Linked DNA regions of Mus musculus: all the other regions are linked to region 6. The links are chromatin contacts, called in public Hi-C, HiChIP or PLAC-seq and promoter capture Hi-C maps. All regions are on one chromosome and are shown on one strand. Each heading gives the region's core, a stretch centred on a gene start, on an enhancer-like site or on the middle of the called end of the contact. The rest is flanking DNA. Distances are from core to core; before and after follow the strand shown. Region 1 overlaps Gm41259 (predicted gene, 41259). Region 2 has its middle 28 kb from the start of Gm41259. Region 3 has its middle 150 kb from the start of Gm41259. Region 4 has its middle 170 kb from the start of Gm41259. Region 5 has its middle 53 kb from the start of Gm41259. Region 6 holds the start of Ttc33 (tetratricopeptide repeat domain 33).

Evidence for each region. Promoter capture Hi-C pulls out the DNA fragments that hold promoters and counts their contacts. A called contact is a pair of places that touch in the nucleus more often than the background predicts. HiChIP or PLAC-seq counts read pairs in DNA pulled down with a chosen protein or histone mark.
Region 1: an H3K27ac HiChIP or PLAC-seq map of embryonic stem cells shows a contact between it and region 6, with 7 read pairs. The contact joins the enhancer-like site here to the promoter of Ttc33 in region 6. A contact is called at or near these places in 5 of 39 promoter capture datasets (cranial neural crest, hematopoietic stem and progenitor cells, liver and 2 more), 1 of 484 Hi-C or Micro-C datasets (bone marrow-derived macrophages), 12 of 115 datasets of contacts at active chromatin or transcription factors (acute myeloid leukemia, bone marrow-derived macrophages, cardiomyocytes and 4 more) and 3 of 9 other capture datasets (adipose tissue, embryonic stem cells and liver).
Region 2: a promoter capture Hi-C map of embryonic stem cells shows a contact between it and region 6, with 3 times the contacts expected there. The contact joins the enhancer-like site here to the promoter of Ttc33 in region 6. A contact is called at or near these places in 5 of 39 promoter capture datasets (the 3T3-L1 cell line, the HPC-7 cell line, cranial neural crest and 2 more), 5 of 115 datasets of contacts at active chromatin or transcription factors (embryonic stem cells, epiblast stem cells, large pre-B cells and 1 more) and 2 of 9 other capture datasets (adipose tissue and liver).
Region 3: a contact with region 6 is called in an H3K27ac HiChIP or PLAC-seq map of embryonic stem cells, with 4 times the contacts expected there. The contact joins the enhancer-like site here to the promoter of Ttc33 in region 6. A contact is called at or near these places in 1 of 39 promoter capture datasets (frontonasal cranial neural crest), 4 of 484 Hi-C or Micro-C datasets (the AML12 cell line, CD8 T cells, bone marrow-derived macrophages and 1 more), 9 of 115 datasets of contacts at active chromatin or transcription factors (the SCID.adh cell line, bone marrow-derived macrophages, embryonic stem cells and 3 more) and 2 of 9 other capture datasets (liver and macrophages).
Region 4: a Hi-C map of bone marrow-derived macrophages shows a contact between it and region 6, with 17 read pairs. The contact joins the enhancer-like site here to the promoter of Ttc33 in region 6. A contact is called at or near these places in 7 of 39 promoter capture datasets (the 3T3-L1 cell line, frontonasal cranial neural crest, hematopoietic stem and progenitor cells and 4 more), 1 of 484 Hi-C or Micro-C datasets (bone marrow-derived macrophages), 2 of 115 datasets of contacts at active chromatin or transcription factors (astrocytes and large pre-B cells) and 1 of 9 other capture datasets (macrophages).
Region 5: an H3K27ac HiChIP or PLAC-seq map of epiblast stem cells shows a contact between it and region 6. The contact joins the enhancer-like site here to the promoter of Ttc33 in region 6. A contact is called at or near these places in 3 of 39 promoter capture datasets (the 3T3-L1 cell line, embryonic stem cells and hippocampal neurons), 1 of 484 Hi-C or Micro-C datasets (bone marrow-derived macrophages), 4 of 115 datasets of contacts at active chromatin or transcription factors (embryonic stem cells, epiblast stem cells, large pre-B cells and 1 more) and 3 of 9 other capture datasets (adipose tissue, liver and macrophages).

Annotation. Positions count from the first base shown.
Region 1 is chr15:6,032,771-6,036,411 of GRCm38.p6, reverse strand. All of the region lies in intron 2 of Gm41259 (predicted gene, 41259), which reads left to right. It also overlaps the pseudogene Gm8047. Among named protein-coding and RNA genes, the nearest start is that of Gm41259, 10 kb to the left of the region's middle. Within about 2 kb of position 1,986, at least 4 of the 459 cell types and tissues checked have an H3K27ac peak or open chromatin away from gene starts, as enhancers often do. A contact at or near this core is called in embryonic stem cells, where this site is marked.
Region 2 is chr15:6,014,588-6,018,165 of GRCm38.p6, reverse strand. No RefSeq gene overlaps it. Among named protein-coding and RNA genes, the nearest start is that of Gm41259, 28 kb to the left of the region's middle. Within about 2 kb of position 1,450, at least 7 of the 459 cell types and tissues checked have an H3K27ac peak or open chromatin away from gene starts, as enhancers often do. A contact at or near this core is called in embryonic stem cells, where this site is marked.
Region 3 is chr15:5,894,595-5,897,977 of GRCm38.p6, reverse strand. No RefSeq gene overlaps it. Among named protein-coding and RNA genes, the nearest start is that of Gm41259, 150 kb to the left of the region's middle. Within about 2 kb of position 2,082, at least 8 of the 459 cell types and tissues checked have an H3K27ac peak or open chromatin away from gene starts, as enhancers often do. A contact at or near this core is called in embryonic stem cells, where this site is marked.
Region 4 is chr15:5,870,445-5,874,261 of GRCm38.p6, reverse strand. No RefSeq gene overlaps it. Among named protein-coding and RNA genes, the nearest start is that of Gm41259, 170 kb to the left of the region's middle. Within about 2 kb of position 2,016, at least 13 of the 459 cell types and tissues checked have an H3K27ac peak or open chromatin away from gene starts, as enhancers often do. A contact at or near this core is called in bone marrow-derived macrophages, where this site is marked.
Region 5 is chr15:5,989,782-5,993,501 of GRCm38.p6, reverse strand. No RefSeq gene overlaps it. Among named protein-coding and RNA genes, the nearest start is that of Gm41259, 53 kb to the left of the region's middle. Within about 2 kb of position 1,936, at least 9 of the 459 cell types and tissues checked have an H3K27ac peak or open chromatin away from gene starts, as enhancers often do. A contact at or near this core is called in embryonic stem cells and epiblast stem cells, where this site is marked.
Region 6 is chr15:5,184,036-5,187,914 of GRCm38.p6, reverse strand. It overlaps Ttc33 (tetratricopeptide repeat domain 33), which reads right to left and starts at 2,355. Exons shown (of 5, transcript NM_026213.3): 1 at 2,147-2,355.

The DNA.
Region 1 (3,641 bases), core at 737-3,236, 850 kb before region 6:
ATCCATTTTTTTTGACATTCAAACACTTTTTATTATATACTAAATTTAGAAATACAAATCTCACTAAAAATGCTTATCAAGTACATATACATATGTATATATACATGCACACATGTGTGTGAGTGTGTGTGTCTGTGTGTGTGTCTGTGAGTGTCTGTGTGAGTGTGTGTGTCTGTGAGTGTGTGTGTCTGTGTGTGTGTGTGTCTGTGTCTGTGTGTGTCTCTGTGTGTGTCTGTCTGTGTGTGGACTGCCACTGGATTGGGACAGTACACACAACCACTAAGGGTGATCAGAAACATCTGTGAGACACAGAATGAAACATTGAGAAAGAAATACATACCAAACAGACCTGTTGGCATGGGGCCTATGAGGCAAATAAATGTGATGGTCATGATTAGAGTTTATCACCATTTCTCTTAATAACTTAATAATACGGGCTCCACTTTGAGTACTACCAAGAAGACACATTCTCTCATGACTAGATGAAAATATTAAGCTGCTGGATACATTTTCTGGGCTCCCATGGCCCATTGCACATGGTAATCTAATAAGGTAGATGTGGGTAACACTTACATCGTAATTAGGAATGTTTGAGTATTTTCCTTTCTATAGCTGTGAAATGTAAAGTTTAGGTTTGCTTCCATCAGGCATCTTAATCCAAACTTCATAATGGTCAATTGTTGTAACTACAGCACTTGTGGGACACTCATCTTTTTTATCAATACATATTGTTTGCCCACATATATATAACATTCGCCATCATAATAGTCTTCCCTCTTCAGATCTAGCACTGTGCAGATGTTTGTCCAGTTTCACAGGTCTTTCTGTTTTAACTCGGTGTGGACTCAGTGTAGCCACTGCCTTCCTAATTGTTGTCCAGTCCTCAAGAATACTGAAATGCTGCAGTATATACAACTATATACAGACCCGAGACAATGACTGTTTTCTTTTTGTCGGGGCTGAAAGGATCCTTCCTCCGTTTTCTTGACTGAAGCCCATCATTCCAGTGTTCTCACAATGCTGGTGAGAAGCCTGGATTTCACATTCGTGCTTATTCCTCACAAAGTCTAAGCAGAGTTCTCTGTGGATTCCTGCTACTTTTGTGCAAATCTGTATGTTTTCTTGTAAGGTGGCCAGTGGTTCCAAATACTCTGGTGCTTTTCCAGCTATGACTTCTTGGAGTTTTGCATCCACCTGACTCAACCAACTGCTCTTTATAAAGTTGATCTTTGAGATCTGTAAACTGCTTCTCAGGGTTGGCCATCTCATCTAAACATAGCATCCTTCTCCTACTGAAATCTTCCTCATCCATTTCTGAGCTGTCCCCATCATCCGAGACCGACGAGCCTTCGGTGTCAGTGTCCTCGTCTTCGGAACTGCTTCCCTTGTTCTCCGCATAGTCCATCATGATGGTTTGTCTCCTTCTTATCCCCTCGGAAATGGACTGGCATTTTCCAGCCATCTCTTCCCACTCCCTGCTCCCAGCCTAGCCACTGCTGCCTCAGGAAAGGGCGCGCCGAGGGCCACGACCTGCCTGGCCACCAAGCTCAATCTGAAACCCTCGACTCCTCCACACTCCAGGCCTGAGCCTCCATCATTAGCCATTCTAGCTAGCAAGGACAATGGTGTGCGTGTGTGTGTGTGTGTGTGTGTGTGTGTGTGTGTGTGTGAGAGAGAGAGAGAGAGAGAGAGAGAGAGAGAGAGAGAGAGTGTTGTATTGTGCTACAGTGCTATTGTTTAATGAGATGTTGGACTTTCCTGCTTTGTCTTATTGTTTGTTATACCAAACAAGTGTGTAGATGTCTCTAAAGAATAATGTCTTAGTTAAGACTTCCATTGCTGTGAAGAGACACCATGACCTAGGCAACTCTTATATAGAATAACACTTAATCATAGTTTGGGGGTTCAGTCCATTACCTCAAGGCCGGAGGCATAGCCACATACAGGCAGGCATAGCGACTGGAGGAGCTGGGAGTTCTTCGTCTTGTTCCAACGGCAAACAGGAAAAGACTGGCTTCCAGGCAACTAAGAGGAGGGTCTCAGAGACCACTCCCAGAGTGACACATTTCCTTCAAGGTCATACCTACTCCAACAAGTCCCCCACCCCCAATAGTGTGGCTCTCCCTCAGCCAAGCACATTCAAATTTTCACAAATAGAGTACAAATGGAAGAGAGTTCAAAGTTCATCAAGTACTGCTTGTCTTGAAACAGTTTTGTAGCTATAGGAATTCTAAGGTTAATACCAAAACACTAGAGACTTTCACAACGCTATCTCTTGTGAGGCAAGAGCACAGCTTCTGCCTTCTTATTTGCCCACATCTTGCCTTTAGCTGGCTTTGGATCCCTACAAAAGTTCACTTTGTGATAACATGAAGTAATTAACTATCATGATTTTTTTGTGTGCCATTTTCTGGTGTATGTGTGTGATGAGGATTTTGCCTTTTAGATTCCCATATTTCATTCTTGGCCTTTCTTGCAACATTGTTGTTATTAGAAATGTTAGAGGAATGAAAAGCAGCTGTCCGTATATTATAAAAGGATATTCAGTATTAGCCTCTCTGGCTTGTTATCAGTCAACATTCATAGTTGATTTCTGTAGGGGATTTAGTTTCTTTGCTTTAAATATTTCTTGTAAATAACTAAGTTATGAGCTTATGTATCTAACAGAAGTTCTAAATAAAACTTAGAGTTAATGTTGTTATTTAAAATAACTATCTCTTCTGCTAGATGACAGGACAGGGGAGAAAAATGTATGGATACTCCCACGAGAGAATAATTGACATATTTCTGGAAATTTACTTGTCTGATCTCTCTTTAGATTCTACACCAATTGCTAGTATGTTTTAAAAGAGAGAAATAAATCTAATTTTGAGTATAAAATATATTTCAAAATATTTTTTGAGAATCACCTATTCTTTTTCATATGTATAATTTAGACAATTGTGTATATAAACATATATTTACATATTTGTATATATAGTACAACATAAGGAAAATAGAATAGGAAAAGCTAAATTAATTTAATGAGAGTGGATTGAATGCAAGTAGTATTTAGGAGTTACAAACATGAACATAATCCAAATTGTTTTTCTAGTTCTGTTGGTCTGTTAGATTTTTCTGGTTTTGGTTATGGATAAGTGCATAAAATATAAAAGATACAGAAAATATAAAATTTGATGTTAACTTTCACAGATTTCAGATGAGTGCCTTATTCTGGCAACATAGAGGTTCATTCAGTTGTAGAGATACTGGTTCAAGTTAATTTGGGTGTGTGACGCTTTCTTTTTTGGAAAGTTATTTTATAATAAAGCTTATTAAAAACAAAAAACATATTTGATAGGTTTTGTTTCTCAGTTATATCATGTTAGACAGTTTTTAAATAGCTGAAGTAGAAACACATGGGTATAATAGAATGTGTAAGCAGTTTTTATTATATTCTCAGTGATCATGCCAACCATGATTTGATAAAAGAAAGTTTCATGCAATTTTGTTAATTATATTAAGTGTTTTAAAAAGACTTACCGAAAAAATACTAAATTTAAAGTGATCTAGCCAAAAGAACATAAAAAATATAAAAACTGGGACACTTTATGGTCCAATGTAGTTGTTTTTTATTTTAAAAGAAATTATCTTTATCCTTT
Region 2 (3,578 bases), core at 201-2,700, 830 kb before region 6:
AACTCCTACAAGATAAAACTCATGATGCAAGTTAACTGCTTTCTGTCTGACTGCGACTTGTCATCTCTACATTCAGAATAGAGATGATATTTAATTCATAGGTTATTTTTCTATATTTTTGGTAACAAATGGTCATAGTTTAGTAGTTCAAAGCATAACACTTTTATTCTTTAATAGTCTGGATGTGGGATGTCCTAAATGTCTGCTTTTGATAAAGCAGAAATCAAGGTCTCGCACAGTGTGGCTTCCTGGAACAGCATGTTACAACATCGCACTCTTTCCAACTTCTGCTGCTTCCCTGAGCTCACGTCCCCAGTGTCTTCAAAGTCAGAACTAGCACGTTTTTCCTTTGACTGACTGTCTGTTACTATCATAGGGCTTTTTTCCCCCCTCTTATGCAGTCAAATCTCCCTCTGCTCTCTATTATCAAGGAATTCACCACTAAACACAGCCTCCACTTGAATCATCCAGGATAATCTACTCACCTGAAGATTCTTGTTTTAACCACACCTGACTTCTACTATATAAGATAATATTTATAAGTTCCAGTGATTAGGATATGGGTATTTGTGGAGTCAGTTACCTAACCTACTACAATAGTTTGTATGAGTATTGAAGGAGATAATAAGTATAAATGTCTTAGCGTTATTCAAAAATGTTACATAAAATCATTATGTTACAAAGATGTGAGAGAGCAATGAAAACCCAGTCACTTTCAAGTCCCAAGCTGTCCTTCAAGCAAAGTAGTAGCAAAGAATTAAAGGCAAACAAGAAATTGAGGAATAGAACTTACAAAGCCCCTAAATTTGAATAAACATAAATAAACAAATGAGAATTTATAAATATGATCACTCAGCAGTTAAGCATGCTTGCTGGTTTTATAGAAGACCTGGGATCAGTTTCCAGAATCCACCTGACAACCATCTGTGATTCCAGTTTCAGGGCATCCGGTGCTTACTTTTAGGCCCTGTGGTCACCAGGCACACATACAGTATGCGTGTATACATGTGGGCAAAATGCTCATACACATATATTGTTTATAAATCTTTAGAGTAAAAGAGAAAGAACCATTGTAATATATTGTCTGAATGTATTGAATTTCCTTTTGTACAAAGGCTACCCTAAATTATGCTTATTATAGTTATAGAATAAACTATCACATAATAAATCTCTGTTGCGGCTGTCCAGCTGCTCACATGTCTGGGTTCCAGCCTGGGAGGCAGCCTGGAATCTGGAAGAGAAGAGGGAGCTAGGCGACTCGAGAGAGAATGGAGCCAAGACAACTAGTCTACTCAAGGTTCAGTTTTACTATTCCCAGACACTGGTTTATGAAGAAAGGGAAGGGGCCCATTTCTGCCAAATCATCCTTGGAGTCCAGTTTCAGGTGACCGTGTGATAGCTTCGGAACAGCTAGGTGACAGGCAGTTGCAGTGGGAGTGGCAGAACAATAGGGTGGCAGGCTCCACCCTGGATGTTCTCTTGTGCTAACAGTGAAACCTGTTCAGCCAGGTTTCAGGCTGTGGGGGGGGAGGTTACAAATCTCAACAGTATAAAATACAAGAAAATATAGTTAATAAAAATTGAAAGGAAAGGAAATAAGAGGAAATGATCATGCTAATTTCTTTGTGTTCATTTTCAGAAATCCAATAAATATGGCCTAATGCTGCTATATGCATATAACAAAAATAATAGCTCTTACATCAACATTTCCTATAATTTTATTTTTCTTAACTTTATAGGTGCACTGGGAGGAAAGAATTATTTAATATTTTAACATATCTTTGAAATATTAGGGATCTTGTAGTTATGGTTACCTGCTGATAAATTCAATTTTAATATGAATTATAAAGTTAATATTATGATCAAGGTTTGATAAATTTACTTTTCCTCCTAAATTATCATAATTCTATCATTTATCCAAATATGAAAATGAATCACCCTGGTTTAAATAAATAAAAATGTTCATTCTAGTTATCTTATGTGGAACTGAATTGTATTTTTAATGTATATCTACTCTGTATTTTTTTTTAACAAGAATTAACTTGTGATAATGTACTTAAGCACTACCATGTTCTATTTCTCCAATTATAAAATTAATAATTTCTCTGGTACTTTAAATAATTCTTGTCACTGAGTTTTCTAGACATCACATCAAACATCTCCCTCTGATCTCACAGAAGTCTTCAAAAAAGCTTTCAGCCTTTCAAATTACCATTTTGACTGAAAGCTCAATGCTGGGATGAAACTCAAGCCAACATAATTATAATTTTGTGTGCAGACCCCGGGCATAATGTGTGTGTATGTGTGTGTGTGTGTGTGTTTTAACCTCTAAGGAATTCCAGTGGGTGGCTGAATTGGAGAATGTATACCACAGTGTACATGGCCTGTGAGCCAGTAGATTCCCTTCACATAAAAGGCACTTAGAACCTTGTGCTTCACCCCAGACCTACTACACCATACATAAAATTTAAAAATCTAGTAGATTCATTGCCATCTCAAAATCTGGGCACAACTGATTTATGTGTCTAAATTATAGTATTTCCCCTAACTTGTCTTCCACTGCCTATATCTGGCTATTGCTATCATGTGTTTGTGGACTGCTTTTGTCTGCATATTTGTGGACCGTTTTTGTCTGCATATACTAATGAAGATATTTTGAAAACCTGAGTTGAATTAACATCCTTTCTTTCCTAAATTATGTATCCTATTTCCTGAAAGCTTCATCCCACTAATAGTATTTCTATTCCTGATGCTATTGCCTTTAAAATTCTGTCTTAAAAGTCTTTCTTCCCACATTCCCAGTGTAGCTTTATCATGTTCTTCTGTGCCTCCCGTTTCATTCATTTCCATTGACACCACTAACTCAGACATAATTAATTACTTAAAGATCCAAGCTTCCAGGTAGAAGTTTATCTATACAGTGGTCCTCATCACAGTATATTGTGCAGTGTGTAGCATTAGCCTCCTTAGCACACAGCAACATTAGCTGGCCATTGGTTTCTGTTAGCCTAATATCAGTGATCTCTGAAACAGGCTCCACATTAGACCCAAGCAGTTGATTAATTCCTCTCATTTCAATGGAATTGTAATCAGTCATTGTAATGACCAGATTAAAGTAATCTTTATATTTTCTGATTTATTTGGAAAGGAGAAAAAAATGAAACCATCAAACAAAGTACATATTGGAAAAAAATTAAGAGTCAAACTAAGAAAGCTGCAATATTCTTTGAGAGCAAACATAACAATAATAAATTATGCTCATTTCCTATTAATTTAGAAAGAGTCCTGTATGGTTCTCATTTGATTTACTTCTTCCCATCATTTATAATTCAAATAAATTGCCAACATTTCTAATCACAGCTGAAAGCACTTTATGTCTTCCTTCTGCAACATAATGTAATGGAATTAGCTGTGCAGACTGTCATTTTAATAAATTCAGGTTTTTGTTCAGCCAGTAATCTTGCTATGCAAGAATAATTAAATTATATCTGAATTTCAAATATTAATGATAATGTGGTATTTACCTTTTGAAAAGAGAATAAACTCAAAATGATGATATTTCTCTGCAGTATTTCTCT
Region 3 (3,383 bases), core at 833-3,332, 710 kb before region 6:
GGGTCATAGTAAGTGATGGAGGGGGAAAGAAGAGTCAGGGATATGTTGAACCTATTCTACATATTGTTCACAAACTGCAGAGGGCAGTCCCTTCCTGCAGGGAATATAATGATCACAGCAGATAGAGATGGCACCTTCCATAAGAACTACAGGGCAAGAACACATAGTCTATTGGTAATATGCTTTATACCACCTATCATACGCCTACTTCATTGTCTACAGCAGGGTGTCATTTGAAAGCTGTGCTCTGATAAGTATAGTAGATGCAGTTAATATCCACTCATCCCAAAACCAGAAAGAAGTAAAGAAAGGCATGTGTCTGTTTCTTAAAGTGAAACTAGATGCGATTTGTCACCAAAGGAATAAAAACCCTTCCCTCGTTTTGAATATGGAAACCTGTATTATGACCCTAAACAATAACAACAAAACCCCTACAAGATTATTCACATCTACTTGATCACAGAGCTTGCTTTCCAAGACAAATTTATATACCAGACACAGGAGTAAAATTAGAAGTTTGGAGCTAAGACAAAAGGATGGGCCATCCAGAGACTGCCCCACCCGGGAGTCCATCCCATAATCAGCCACCAAACACAGACACTATTGCATACGCCAGCAAGATTTTGCTGAAAGGACCCTGATATAGCTGTCTCCTGTGAGGCTCTGCCAGTGCCTGGCAAATACAGAAGTGGATGCTCACAGTCATCTATTGGATGAACCACAGGGCCCCCAATGGAGGAGCTAGAGAAATTACCCAAGAGCTGAAGGGGTCTGCAACCCTATAGGTGGAGCAACAATATGAACTAACCAGTACCCCCAGAGCTCGTGTCTCTAGCTGCATATGTAGCAGAAGATGGCCTAGTCGGCCATCATTGGAAAGAGAGACCCCTGGGTCTAGCAAACTTTATATGCCCCAGTACAGGGGAAAGCCAGGGCCAAGAAGTGGGAGTGGGTGGGTAGGGGAGCAGGGTGGGGGAAGGATATAGGGGACTTTTGGGATAACATTTGAAATGTAAATGAAGAAAATATCTAATAACCCCCCCAAAGAAAATGTTAATTTAGGTGCAGCTGTAAACTGTGAATTACAGATCAATGTTTTCTCCTGCTTTGAGAAAACTGACTTATCAGTCTTAAGAAAGCTGTTGATTTTCTTTTAACTTTAGATCTTATTTTTCTTCCTCTTTAAAATAAAAGGAGAAATGAACAGCACTTGAGATAAATCCCTTAATTAGAGCAATACAGTTATGCTTTGATTTTAAGATTGATTTTTGATGCTAAGATTTAAGATTTAGGAGACTATCATTTCAATTTTATCATGTATGTTTTACAATTGTTTATTATTGCTCTCATTATATAAATAAGCCTTTTAATTGAGTTATTCCTCAGTTTTTCTTCAGTCAACTGTGAATAAATACTTCACTCAGCAAGAATGAGACACATTTCAGTGTTAATTCCATTAATGTCCAGGGTTTTGTCTCATTTTCTGCTCAAACATGTACCTGGCTTGAACAAATGATTCCAGTTAAGTGTCTATTGGATTATTGTTTCATCTTAATTACTCTTTTACTTTTACTTAAAACATTTTAACCTTACAAGTTCAAACCAGGTCTTTGAAATGAAGCGGTGACAAGTTAAGTGGTGCTATGCACACTCCAGTGAAGTCTGCTTGGCAGGCCGAGAGGCCTGAAAGCACTCACAAGGCAGGGAGTTTCAAAGAAACTCAACCTCCTGGAGCCAGGCATTCTCATAACCATATACTCATACCCTATCCTCAAGTTAGTCTGCTGTATGGATCCATGTGCTCTCTTTTAGTATTATTTTATTATAAGTGCCTTTAAAGATTGAATTCTGACATAGCTAAGCCTTCGTCAGTGTTCCAACATCCTAGAAAATCCTTGAAGCCAACAAACTTGGAATTCAGTAAGAAGGTTATCTGTTCATTAACATTCAAATTTACTTCTAGAAGAGACAGTGAAACTAATTACGCATTACAAAGAACGGAGCTAGAATAGCTCAGGGCTGGTCTGCAGAGTGATTACTTAGGACAGTAGCCATTTATTCCCAAATAAGGGAATATACAATGGCCTAGCTAATAGGTGGGTTTACCATGAAAGAGGGAATCCCATTGAGACAGGGATCTTCTCTACAGCCAGGTATAGCAGGCTAGATTGCATGTTAGAAGCAAGTTGGTGAATTCTTCTGACAAATGGAGATTTGTCACAGATACTTAAAAGAACAGCCAAGTTACCTTCATATGCAAGAATTTACCAGGGCCTAGGAAATAGGGGGGTTGTGATATTGCATTATTCATGAGAAGGTCTGCTAGAACAGAACCCCCTGGTACTAGCTTTCACAAGGCTCAAAGGAGTAGCACAAATTGTGACTAGGGTGAGAAATCCTTACCTGTCATTAGCTGACCCTAGGCAGGGCTGTTTTATCTTTACTGTAAATATTACCTGGTTCCTGTAAGTCCTTTTGAAGTCATTCCTTTGTTTTGTGTCAGGTAACTTCAATGTACTTTGCCTGCTGTGACTTCCTACCCCTTTGTTTTCTGTATTATATAAGACTGGTGTTCACTTTGTGACAATACACTCAGATTCTACACAATCTCTCATGTTGATTCTGTCTGTCATTCACTGTCTCCTTGTCCACCTGCAACCAGAGACCCGTTCTACGCAGACAGGGACGAAAAAGGGTCTGTGGCAAAGTGGAAGAACACTTATCAGTCTTGGCAGTGAATAGCTCAGATAGTGTTACTTTAGAACTTAGTACAGGGCGCCAATACGAGCCAATAGTGTAATCACTGTGATGTAAGTGAAACTTGAACTGAATGGATGCACCTGTCGCAGCTCCCAGCAATTATCACATTTTAACAGACGAAGTTAAGTGTGTTTTCTTGAAAATTAGTTTTGCCAACTAAAGTATCCAATACACACAGATATGTATAAAATTAGACACTGTATTTTTATGTATTATAACACATATTAAAAAACAGGCAATTGCTTTGTTCCGAGAAATAGTATCAAAAGATACAGTAAGTAGAAGATTGTATCTTCTGCTGTGTTGGATGTTTCAATATACCACACCATTGTAAGAACATGGATATATTCCTATGGCTATGCTCTCTATGCTGGGTATATATGTCAGAGTTCTACAGTAAGCAGGATAATAGAATCATCAAATCTAATATAAAGAAAAGATGTAGAATTAATTATAAAGTTACAGACTTTATCATCTTTATCAGTCCTAAATACATGTTAAAGAAAACAAGGACATAAATAATTATATCAACTTCTGCTTCCATGATCATCCCTCATCAGTAAAATAATTTAGAAAAAATATAATTGACACTCTTCTGGTTTTTGATTGCCAAGTTTTCAATT
Region 4 (3,817 bases), core at 767-3,266, 690 kb before region 6:
GGGCTTCAGTCCTTTTTCCTCACTCAATATCAGATCATGTTCCCCTCTACCCCCCCCCCCACTGCCCCCTCACCCCATCCACATTCCCTTCCGCCAAAGAAGATAATTTTACTTATAATATATATAATATAAATAAATATATATTTAATAGATAATTTTATATATAAAAAACTTCATAATTAAGACAATATATATCTTACCATAAACATACATGAACATACATGCTTATGATGTTCTACTAGCAATGCCAAGGGAATTAAATCAGCCTCGATGAGCTGATAATGAAACATGATATAGATATACAGTAGAATTTTCTCCAGTTGAAATACAAAATAAAATAATAGCATTTATGGATAAATTGATGTAAATTGAATTATGGTATTAAGAAAGGCACCTCAGGTTCAGAAAGACTAGCATGTTATCACTTATATGTGACTCCTAGCATCTAATTTTATATATTTGTATTTATGTGGGAATGAATGTGCATAGAGCCAAAGAAACTACAAAGGAACTTTTGAGAAGGAAATGTTAGCCTTTAAATAAAAAGGCTAGAAGGGATAGTAAAATATTATGTGAAATGGAATAATGTGCTGGAAGGGTACAAACAGGGAAAGTGGGCGGGGAGATATGGGAGAAGTGTGTGTGTGGGTTGGGGTGTGTGTGTGTGTGAATGTGTGTGTGAATCACCAGAGCTACAAATGGAAACACCACAAGGAAACCAATTCTTCAACAATATTTGACAAAGATACAACAAACATAAGCTGCAAAAAGACAGCATCTTTACTAAACACTTCTTCAAAAACTGGATATGTACTTGTAGAAGAATGAAAAGAGACCAGCATCTATTGCTTTGCACAAAGAAAACTAACTCCAAATGGATCAAAGATCAAAATGTAAAATTGAGTCTCTGAATTGCAAGAAGAAAACACAGGCAATAATACCTTATAGGATATTGGTGTGGGAAAGGGCTTTCTAAACAGGACTCCACTTGCTCAAAAATTAAGGCCAACCATTGACAAGTGGGACTTCATAAAATCAAAAAGTTTCTGCTCAGCTAAAGAAACAATTGCACCAGTGCAGAGGAATCCCACAGCATGGGAGATAATCTTTGACACCTACAATTCTGACTTAGTATTAATATCCAGAGCATATAAAGAACCTCCCCATGCCTACACACACCAAAAAAAGTTCATTGTCTTTAGCAATAATGGAAAGGCAAATGAAAACAAATTAAAACAACTTGGAGATTTCCCTTATCTTAGACAACAGGACAAATACAAATAAAATAAATAACAACAGATGCTGGAGGGGTGTGGGGCAAAAAGAACACTCACTACAAGCAGGTACAGCTACTATGGAATTCAGGGTGGAGACATCTCAAAAGCTAAAACTAAATCTATAATATGACCTAGTTGTGCCACTCTTTGGCATCTATCTGCCCAAAGGACTCAACCTCCTACTCAACAGATACCCTTTCAGATATATTCACTGCTTCTCTATTCACAATTCCTAGGGCATGGAAACAACCTAAATTTCCTTCAACAGATGGATGGATAATAAATATGTCTTACATATACCCAAGGCAATGCTATTCAACTGTAAAGAAAAATGAGATCAGGAATGTAAGAGGATGATCCTAGGCAAGATTATTTTGAATAAGGTAACCTCAACCCAGAAAGTCAAACATTGGATATTTTTTTCTCATCAGAAGCCCCGAGCTCCAAATCTTGAGATGATGTGAGTACAAATTCAAGAGTAACTGCAGAAACCTGGAAAGTAAAAGAGGACCACATACAAGGCCTGAGGATAGGAGAGCAATAGAAAAGGTATGGGTGTAGTATCAGAGATCCGAAGAGGTAACTGGAGAGGTAACATTTGTTTTGTTTTGTTGTTTTGTTTTGTTTTGTTTTGTTTTAGAATCGTAAACTGCAAAATCAAAACAATTTTCTAGACAGAGAGAGGTTGAGCAGGAAATGGACACTTCCTCATTTCCAGTTCCCTTCAATATGGGTGGGGTTAGGTCAGGGGAGAGGAACAAGAACATGGAAGAACTTTGTTACAAAGCCAACGTCAGCTTACAGTATGACCAGTGTGCTTTAGAATCCTTTTTATTTTTTATTTTTTGAGATTATAATTATACCATTTTCTATATTTAGGAATGCATTGATGCAACCTGGCTAATGTATATAGTGTTATTCATATGTGTATGTTTTCAAATCTTTGTCTAGACATTTAACAGCCAGGACAGCTTATCCAACAGAACACTCTATATCTTTACACAGTCAGCCCATTCTTTGCATCTGTTCCTGCGGCATAGCAAACCAAGTAGTTGATTCCTCTACATCAGAATGTCTAAATAACATCTGCTCCTCTGTCCTGGGCTTCTGGGAAAGGAAAGAGAAACATACAGACAGCAACAAACCCTAGTGAATCCCTTTGCAAGCCATTTGGTGCCTCTCCTGTGCACTGCCTGTGGCACGCTCAGGAACTTGTCCCCGAGCACTCCATGTCAGCCAGACAGGTTTTGTCCTCTGAGCTGACTTAGAAAGAGAAATCCAGCAGTTTTCTCCCCAAGTGGACTGTTACACATTTGGGGTTTAGATTAAACGAGTCTTCTATGTATGGAAAGCGGGGCTGCAGATATAGAGATCAGATCTCCCTAGGTGTGGAAGTCCCGTTTGTGCAATGTTACTTGCATATGTTTTCAGGGCCGACCGTTTGGTTTTGGATAACAGTGGCCTTCCAGGATTTCCTGTTTCTCATCATGCCTCAAGGTCTCGTGCTAACAATTGAAACTCGTAATTCACTTGCCATAAACCCTGGGCTTTAGTAAATATTTTATATTCATTAATTATTTTCATCATTAAGACATAATCCTCATTTTATGAATTTGGAACCAGACATACCATGTACCAAATATTTAATAATCATTTCCTCAAGTCACCAAATCACAGAGTGTGAAACCAGGATTTAACCTTAGTTTATCTTCATATGCTATATTCTGCCTAAACTCTTGCAAATTAGGGGATAATATTTATAAATCTATAATTTCTTTTTGTGGAGTAAAATTTCATCTTAAGTCCTATTAATCTATTTTCATATATTCAAAACAGGCATGCTCAAAATTAACAAATGCATGCTATGTTCTTTTAGCATCTATTTATTTCTAATGATCTAGTTATTTAAATTTGGGGACAGATTCTTACTCTGTAGCCTAGGTTGGCTTCAATTTCACTTCATAGCCCAGGATGGCTTCCACATCAGTATACTGTCCAGGTTGACTTTCAACTAGTGACTTTGAACTTTGAACTCTCTGTGCTAGAATTACAAATAACTATAGTCAAGTCCAGCTCCATTTTGCAACAATTCAAAAACAAAAGGAAGTTATGTAAACAGTATTTCAAAACATATGTCATGGAAAGCAAGCTGATATTCATGGACAATACAATCAAGTAATCTTTAGAGAGAATATTAAGACAAAAATCATAAGTGTTAAATTTTTCTCCAGAAGTGTAATCATTAATTGTTCAGTTCCATATGTAGCAAGAACACTGTACTTATTTTGTATATGATAACACGTATGCCTAGAAACATGGAGATCAGTCATTATTAGAGTAATCAGGAAATGAGCAGTCTCCAGAGGATCTTGCACATTCCATTACACTATTCCTTGCCATTGAAAGAAGCAGGAGTTAAAGTCTCACTAGGGCCCCTCGGCACCTACTTCCCACCCATGTCCCCACCCCCTCCTCTCTTTAGGGATAAATGAGTGCTATTGTATTTTTAAAAATAGTTATAAATTAAAAAATATTTTTAT
Region 5 (3,720 bases), core at 687-3,186, 810 kb before region 6:
TCCCTCAAGGTCTTAACTCAGTGCCCGAAAAAATGGCACTGTCCTCAGATTTTATTCTTATCTCTCTATGTCCACTTTCCTGCCAGTGGCAATAACTACAGGAACTCCTCAATAGCTACATTCTAAGTGTTTGTCCTTGTATCCACAGATAAGTGTAGCCCTTATCACTCACCAAAGAACCTTCTCTTTGAACAGATGGAGACCTTTAAGGAAACCTCAACCAACCCAAATACAGAGTGGTGAAGCCTAGTCCCAAAGAATACATCTACAATACAATAAGAGGTAGTGGAAATATTGAAAAAGCTAGAAGATCAGATTTGTTTGTTTGGTTGGTTTTGTTTCCTTAATGACAATTAAACACAACAGAACTGTTGGAGTTGTATTTAAGCCAAGCACTGTGCTCCTAATTTCCTAATTTTTGATTCTCTTATCTCCTTTCTTCCCTCCCCATCTTTTCTTCCTTCTCTCCCTTTTCTTCTCTCTCTCTCTCCATCCCTCCTACTCTCCCTCTTTTATATGGCCTAACACCAACCTGGTATGTTTATGCCTTTACCCAAAGGTTATTACCCACTGGGTTATTCATTTCTACTCATATGTCTAAAGACTGTTTTCCATCATTTTCTTTATCTTCTAATTTATCCTAATTATAATTGTTAATTTTCTATTATTTGACTTTCATAATATCTGTTCAGTATTGGCAGAGTTTCAAAAGATTTATACCAATTTTCTTAAGAATAAATTTTACCTAAATTACAAGCCTGTAAAAAAATTTTTTTCTTGGTCCATCTCATCCCTGTCTGCTGCAGACCCTCTAGATCCCTTTGTCTGCATGGAACGGGTCTCTGGGGCAGGTGGGCAAAGCATTGGATGAAATGACAGACAGATGCACACAAGAGAGGTTGTGTAGAATCTGAATGTAATGTTTCAGGTCGAGCATCAAACTTTTTATACCAAAGAAATAACAAGAAACCAGGCAAAATATAATCCACCAAGTTACAGTGACGCAATACAAAAGGAATGTATACATCAAAAGAAGGTGGGGACCAGGCTGTTGCTGCAAATGAAGGGAGCCAGGTGTAAACTAGTCTATTGTAAAACCTACCACCAGGGGTTCTGCACTAGCAGACCTTATCATGAATACTGCAATTCCCCAACACCCTATTTCCTGGGTCTACAGAAGAATATACCAACTTGCTTCTAAAGTGAAGCTTGCTATACCTAGCTGTAGAGAAGATCCCTGTCTCAGTGGGATTCCCTAGCTCTATTATTCCCTTGTTTGGGTGAGAATTGCTACTGTCCTTGGTAAAAATTTTGCAGACCAGCTCTGAGCTACTGTCTTTGTAATGCTTAATTAGTAACTGAATAGGTAACTTCCTTTCTGCATTCCTGCTGGATTTCAAGCTCAGATTTCAAGCTTGCAGGCTTCTGGGACCTTGGAACAATGGGGAGGCTTAATTATAACAGAATTTAATCTTAAAAGGCGTTTGTAATAAAATATTAAAAGAAAGCTCGTAGATCCATACACCAGACTAACGTGGGAATAGAGTATGAGTATTTGGGTAAATGAGAACGCCAAAACTCCAGGAGGTGAGCTTCCTTGAAACTCTCTGCCTCGTGAGTGGCTTTTAGGCTTCAGAGCCTGTCAAGTCAAGCTACTCAACTGGAGTGCATGGCACCTGACATTTTCTGTATAGAAATCATGAATTCAGTAAGGCTTGCTTCCCCATCATCTCCTACTAATACCATCTTTACTTCTGTTTCTAGGTCTCAATATTTATTTACTACATTACAGTGATGCTGGAGGCCTGCTCTGGATTAGGGAAAACACAGGTGTGAATTGGGACAAAGCTTTAGACAAAGGCCAAATACTGATGATCTCCAGTCTTTTAACTCTCTAACTATACTGGAAGGTAGAAGCTGATGGCTTCTGGAGACTTAACACACTGTTGCTTATTCTGTGGCTGCCCCTCCCCTTGGGATTAACACCTGCAGCTTAATAGCAGGGGTCTGAGAGGATTAAGTAAAGAAGTTTTTATTCTTTTCCTCTTTCAGGTCCTGGCCCAGGCAGGAGTGAGGCAAGGAGTTCCCTAAATTTTTGTCTGATAAAGACAGCTTCAGAAAGTCAACTTGCAGAAACAGGCACTCACTTTTAAAAGAGGATGAATCCTTATTTCTGAGGGGAAAAAAAGGAAAACTGCTTTCTATCCCTAAATAAAAGAAGACTTGTGCTAAGAAGAACCTGTCCCTGTCTGTTCTTCTTATTCTTAACTTTTATATTTTCTCAGGATACATGGTCACATGGTTTTGCAAGCATCTAGTTTTTAAAAGTTTCATGATAAATTCAAAACAAAAATTTAAATTATAAATTGAATAAGTAGTCACAGTAGAAATGTTTACATATATTTCCATAGAGACTATGTAATTAAACCTTAACTGTCACTAGCTTCACAGGTTCATTAAAAGTTTCAAACAATAATTCTTATGTCATAAGTTAGCAAGGTTTTGTCAAGAGGCATATCATCTGCCTTGGGTCTCATTAGTTTTGAAGTTTTGTATAGAAAAATTCAGTCAACAATTTTATTTTCTGGCCTTGTACCTATAATAAATTGTCTATTCCAAGTTTATGACCTTTAGTTATCAGATAATAGTTTCATGGCTAGCCTAGAAGGAATGTTTTCCCTGATCATCAAATTACTCTAAGCATGGTTTCTATCCTAGTGCAGTAAGCCCAGGACACAGGAAGGTTTACAGAGCCCTAATTGTAGCTTTTCTATAAAGGTCTTAAAATTACTTGTATAAATTTAGTAACTCTATAGAATCATTAATAGGAATTTTGAAATCATCATAATTTGTCTACATAGCATTGTTACACAGAGTACATCTTCGTTGATCTGCAGAAATTCTGCCTTGTAGATTGGGTTAATGCCCAAGCATTATTAGACCTAATAATATAGCAATTATTAACTTAATAAGAACAGAAAAGACTTATTAACAGCAAGAATCAATCCTGAGGTAGGTTTTCTGAAAGCCTTGCAATTCAGAGTTTATCCATTACAATGATGCAAAATGATAGACCATCTCCAGGAAAATTACTTGTTAGTATTTGTCTCTCCTAGATGGCTTATGATACCATGAACTATTTGTCTAATTCTACTACAGTTGACTAACTCAAACCGAATTTTCAAATTAAATTACATCGTGTTTTTGCAGCTTTTCGTGTTTTTGCAGTTTTGTGTTTGTGATGTTTCTGATGACAGCACACAGGTTTCTCTTTTCTCTGTCTTTAATAATACTTTTGTCTAGTTTTCATGGAATTAAGCTCTTTATTTTTTTCCTATCAATGCGGTGCCTCTTAAGAAAGCAATGTCACAGTTTTAGGAAAAATACTATTTAATTTCAATTAATTCATCTTTAAACGTACTCACATCCTACAATCTATTCAGGAAGATGGAACTCTTACAAACTGAGGTATAGGGCCACTGCCAATGACCATGTCTCTGTGGCCTCTTCAGCATTTGCAGCGATTTACATTTAATAATTTTAGGTAGGACTTAGACCTTATTTTATGCAGTCTTTCCCTCCTTCTGCCTTTGGTATCATCCCCCTTATACTCTTAGGTGAATTCTTTGATTCAGAGCATTCCAAATTCTTACTAAAGGTTCAGGACACCCATAAGCCTTAATTTTTCCATTTGAAACTATGTTGTGAACCTCAGGAGCT
Region 6 (3,879 bases), core at 1,106-3,605:
TCCTCCTTGGCCTCATCGTAACACGAGGAAATGTATTTCCTCTGTCTGAAAAATTACTATATACATATACATATGTGTGTATGTGTGTGTGTAAACATATATATACATTTATATGTGTGTATACGTATATATGGATGTATTTATACATATATGTGTGTGGGGTGTATATATATATATATATATATATATATATATATATATATATATATATCTCCATCATCCCAGGGGAAAACAAGGAGGTAAAATGAAAGTATGGCTACTATGGATCACAAATCCAGAGGCATAGAGTGAAGACAGTCTAGGAAAATGGATGCTCAGAATGCCTTCAAAGGATACTAGGATACAAGAGGAGGAGGAAGAAGAGGAAAGAAGAGGTGGCAGCTCTCTTGTACTTATGTCCCTAAAGGCAGTGAGAATGTGGGACTTGCATTCTACATGACTAACGTGAGGCATCAGACAGTGTAGCAGATCTATTAAAAACAGAAAACCTGTTTTGCTTACTGAAGGCAAGTTCATTTTAAATCACTGGAAACATCTGCCAGTCATGGTGAAAGGATGAGCTGAGAACAATGAGAAAACGAAAGTCAACAAACCACTGAGATCCCCACCTCCCAAGCTAAGGGGGGGGGGGGGGGGCGCTAAGTGCTGAGGGCACATAAGGAAGGGTTAAGTCTCAGAGGGTAGCTCTCTGCCTCACACGGCTGCCCTCTGAAGCTTGTGTCCTTGTCCTCCACATTTCTAAAGTTTCTGAGCAGAGTCCAAACAAAACTAGGGATTTCATGTTCCCAAATTTCACATTAGTAGGAAAAGTAGGTTATAGCCATCTACTCAATATAAAGGAAAAAAATAAATAAATGTATGCATCTGAGAAAGATGAAAAAAAAAATCTAACAAGTCCTTGTGGAGATTAGAAACGACTTAATAATGAAGAAACAGCAAGCGGTATCAAGGGCCTACTAAAGTGAAAAAGCAGGAATGTGTTACCAGTTTATAATACCAAGTTTATATTTTCTCCCAAACTGCCTGTGGACAAGGAGACTGAACTCAATTACAATACCGGTAAGTGCTATCAAGCGTGATCCAATGACCTGTCAGACAAACGCACACTAGTGTCTGCATGAAAGTGAGCTTTAGAGAATAGAAGCTGGCCAGGCTTAAAAGAGGGAAGACTCCTGGCATGTGTGAACATCTTCCCCAAGGAAAATGTAATGCTCTGATCTGATCCGGGATCTGAAATGCTACTGGGGAGAAAATACAGACAATAGTCAATTAATGATTCGGGACTCCCCTTCTCGGTGATTAAAATGTCCTAACATCAATTGGTATAATGGCACGATTTTGTGAACAGCAATAACGGTTACTGAGTCATAGACTCTATTAGGAGGAGTTGTATAACACGCCACTTACATCTCAACTAAACTGTTTTCATCTTACGCTATGAGCTTCTTGTGCCTCTAGGCTGTGCTTGTAATTAGTACTCACTAAAAACCGCGTACAGAAGGAGCTTTGCTTGATCTGTACCTGGATGGATAAGGCACCAAGCTTCTTTCCAACCCGATAACAGATCAAGTGGGTAAATCACAACTGTAAAGGTTTCGTGCTAACTCTCATCTGGAGTTAAAAGTCTACGTGCTCTACAGAACGATGAGTGGCATTAAGATTCTAAACATGTACGATGCTCTCCACCGCAACCGCTCGACTTGACCCTTTACCGGGCCATAAATAAGCTGGGTGCTTGCCACAGAGTTAAAAACGTCCTCCTGAACTGACTGCGTGAGAGGATGCGGCCACCCAAGATGGAAAAACACCGGCCGGAGGTAGAGAATCACAACAACCACCCTCCGAACAGGAGAGATGAATCCGCAGGTGAAGAACGAGAGAAACGGATTCCCTTAAAATGCTACCCGAGGAGAACACAGGATTCAAAACTGGCCCCTGCCTCGGCTGCAATAAAAATGAGCTCCGGCCATAGCAGCTCCTCGGGCGGCCGGGCCGGCACCCAGAACCCTGCCACCGCGCCCCGCGCCCCGTGCCCAGGTCGGAGGCACGCCCCAGGGCTCTGTGGACCTCACCGGGCCACCCTCGGCCCTCCCTCCCGCACGCAGCAACCCTCAGCCCTGTCTACCGCCTACCCGCAGCCAGTTACCTGAAAACACTCTGTGGTGCCGTGTTTACATTCCACGTGCCCTTTGGCACCGGAAACGGAAACTATTCTGCCGGGATTCTAATCTGCCTTGCCTGCCTGTGCTTCCCGATTCTTTATTTTAAAAAAAAAGCATGAAATCATCCTGGGACGTTCTAAAGTCCAGCAAGGCGGACAGAAGAAAAGAAGACTTTCTTACCCGCCAGCGCCCTTCTGCAGGACCACTAATCCCAGAAGTCACTGCGGCGCCCTAGGGACTATGGGATTTGTAATAAAGACACCAGACGAAGCGCCCTCTAACTGCAGCCGGGAATGGACTCCCGTGTTTGAGGTTGTGCTTTGCAATACACACAGTCCTCAGGTAAATAAATGGCTTACCGCCTAGTCTGACCGGCCTAGCCGCTGAAGGGTCTGTGAGATGCAGAAGGGGGGGGGGGGGGGGGGGGGCGGAGACTGAGCTGAAATAAGTGCAAAGGGTGCTGGCTTGTTTGTGTCAACTTGACACAAACATATACTTAGCTATAAAACAGGGAATCTTAACTGAGAAAATGCCTGTAGGGAAATCTATGCGGGCATTGTCTTGATGAATGATTGATGTGGGAGGACCCAACCCATTACAGGCAGTGCCACACCCTTGGCAGGTGGTCTGGCCCAAGGGGAAGCTAACTGAACAAGCCTTAAAAAGGACCAATTACTGCCCTGCTTGAGTTTCTACCTTGATTTCCTTCTATAATGTGAAACTAGACGCTGATATAACCCCTTTCCGCCCCGAGATGACTTTGGTCATGGTGTTTTATCCCAGCAACAGAAACCTTAAGTAAGAGCCGATCAGGGAGGATTGGGCTGAACTGCAAGCTTCCTGTGAGAATCCACAGCAGAGCCTGAAAGTAGCACCTGTCACTTCTTACAAGTAAATTAGCAGGCTGATGTTAACAATGGGGCACACTGAGGGAATTGAAAACTCCTTAAGTTTATCCACATAGCTGTGCTACACAAAGCCAAGATCGATTTATGGAGACCACGCTTTTTCAACGCGCCACCGCATGTCTTACTGGCTAGTTATTTGTTGAGGTAAACTGATAAGTTATTTCTCCACTGGTAAAATGAGCCAATTCAAGCCAGATTAAAATATATACAACTGCAGGTTTATTAAGAAGCTGCTCTCGGGCAGGTGAGTTCACTGGCCCCAAGGAAGGAGGCCAGAAAAGGGAGAGAAGAGGAAGAGAAAGAGAGCCCTCAGGCTAAGACAAGGGGGCAGGGGAGATGGGGAGGGAGAAAACAAAATGGATTATATAGCAAAGATCCTCTGGGGGAAGGGAGTCCAGGCCCTGTGCTGAAAATTCAGGATTGGGGGCCAGTTATACTAGGGACTGAGGGATGCTGGGAGAACCAGGAGGCCAGGTCTGCTTTGGTATGTAAAATATACACCTAAGTTGTTTGTTCCTGGGTCTGAAACCAAACAGAAACATGGTAGGATTCTGAGATACCATTAGTAATACTCCCCTCCCCACCTCCCACCCCCATCCCCATCCCCACCCCCCCCACACACACATACATTACCAAAAGGACTACTAACTTCTTTCTCTCCAAAATGTCAAATAGTCCCTGAAGGGACACTCTTACCCAACGCTGGCATTAAAATCACTGATGCTGGCCCCAGCGATGGCTTACTGCTCTTGTAGAGGACCTGGGTTCAGGTCCAACACTCAACAGAGAGACTCAAAACATCTGTGACT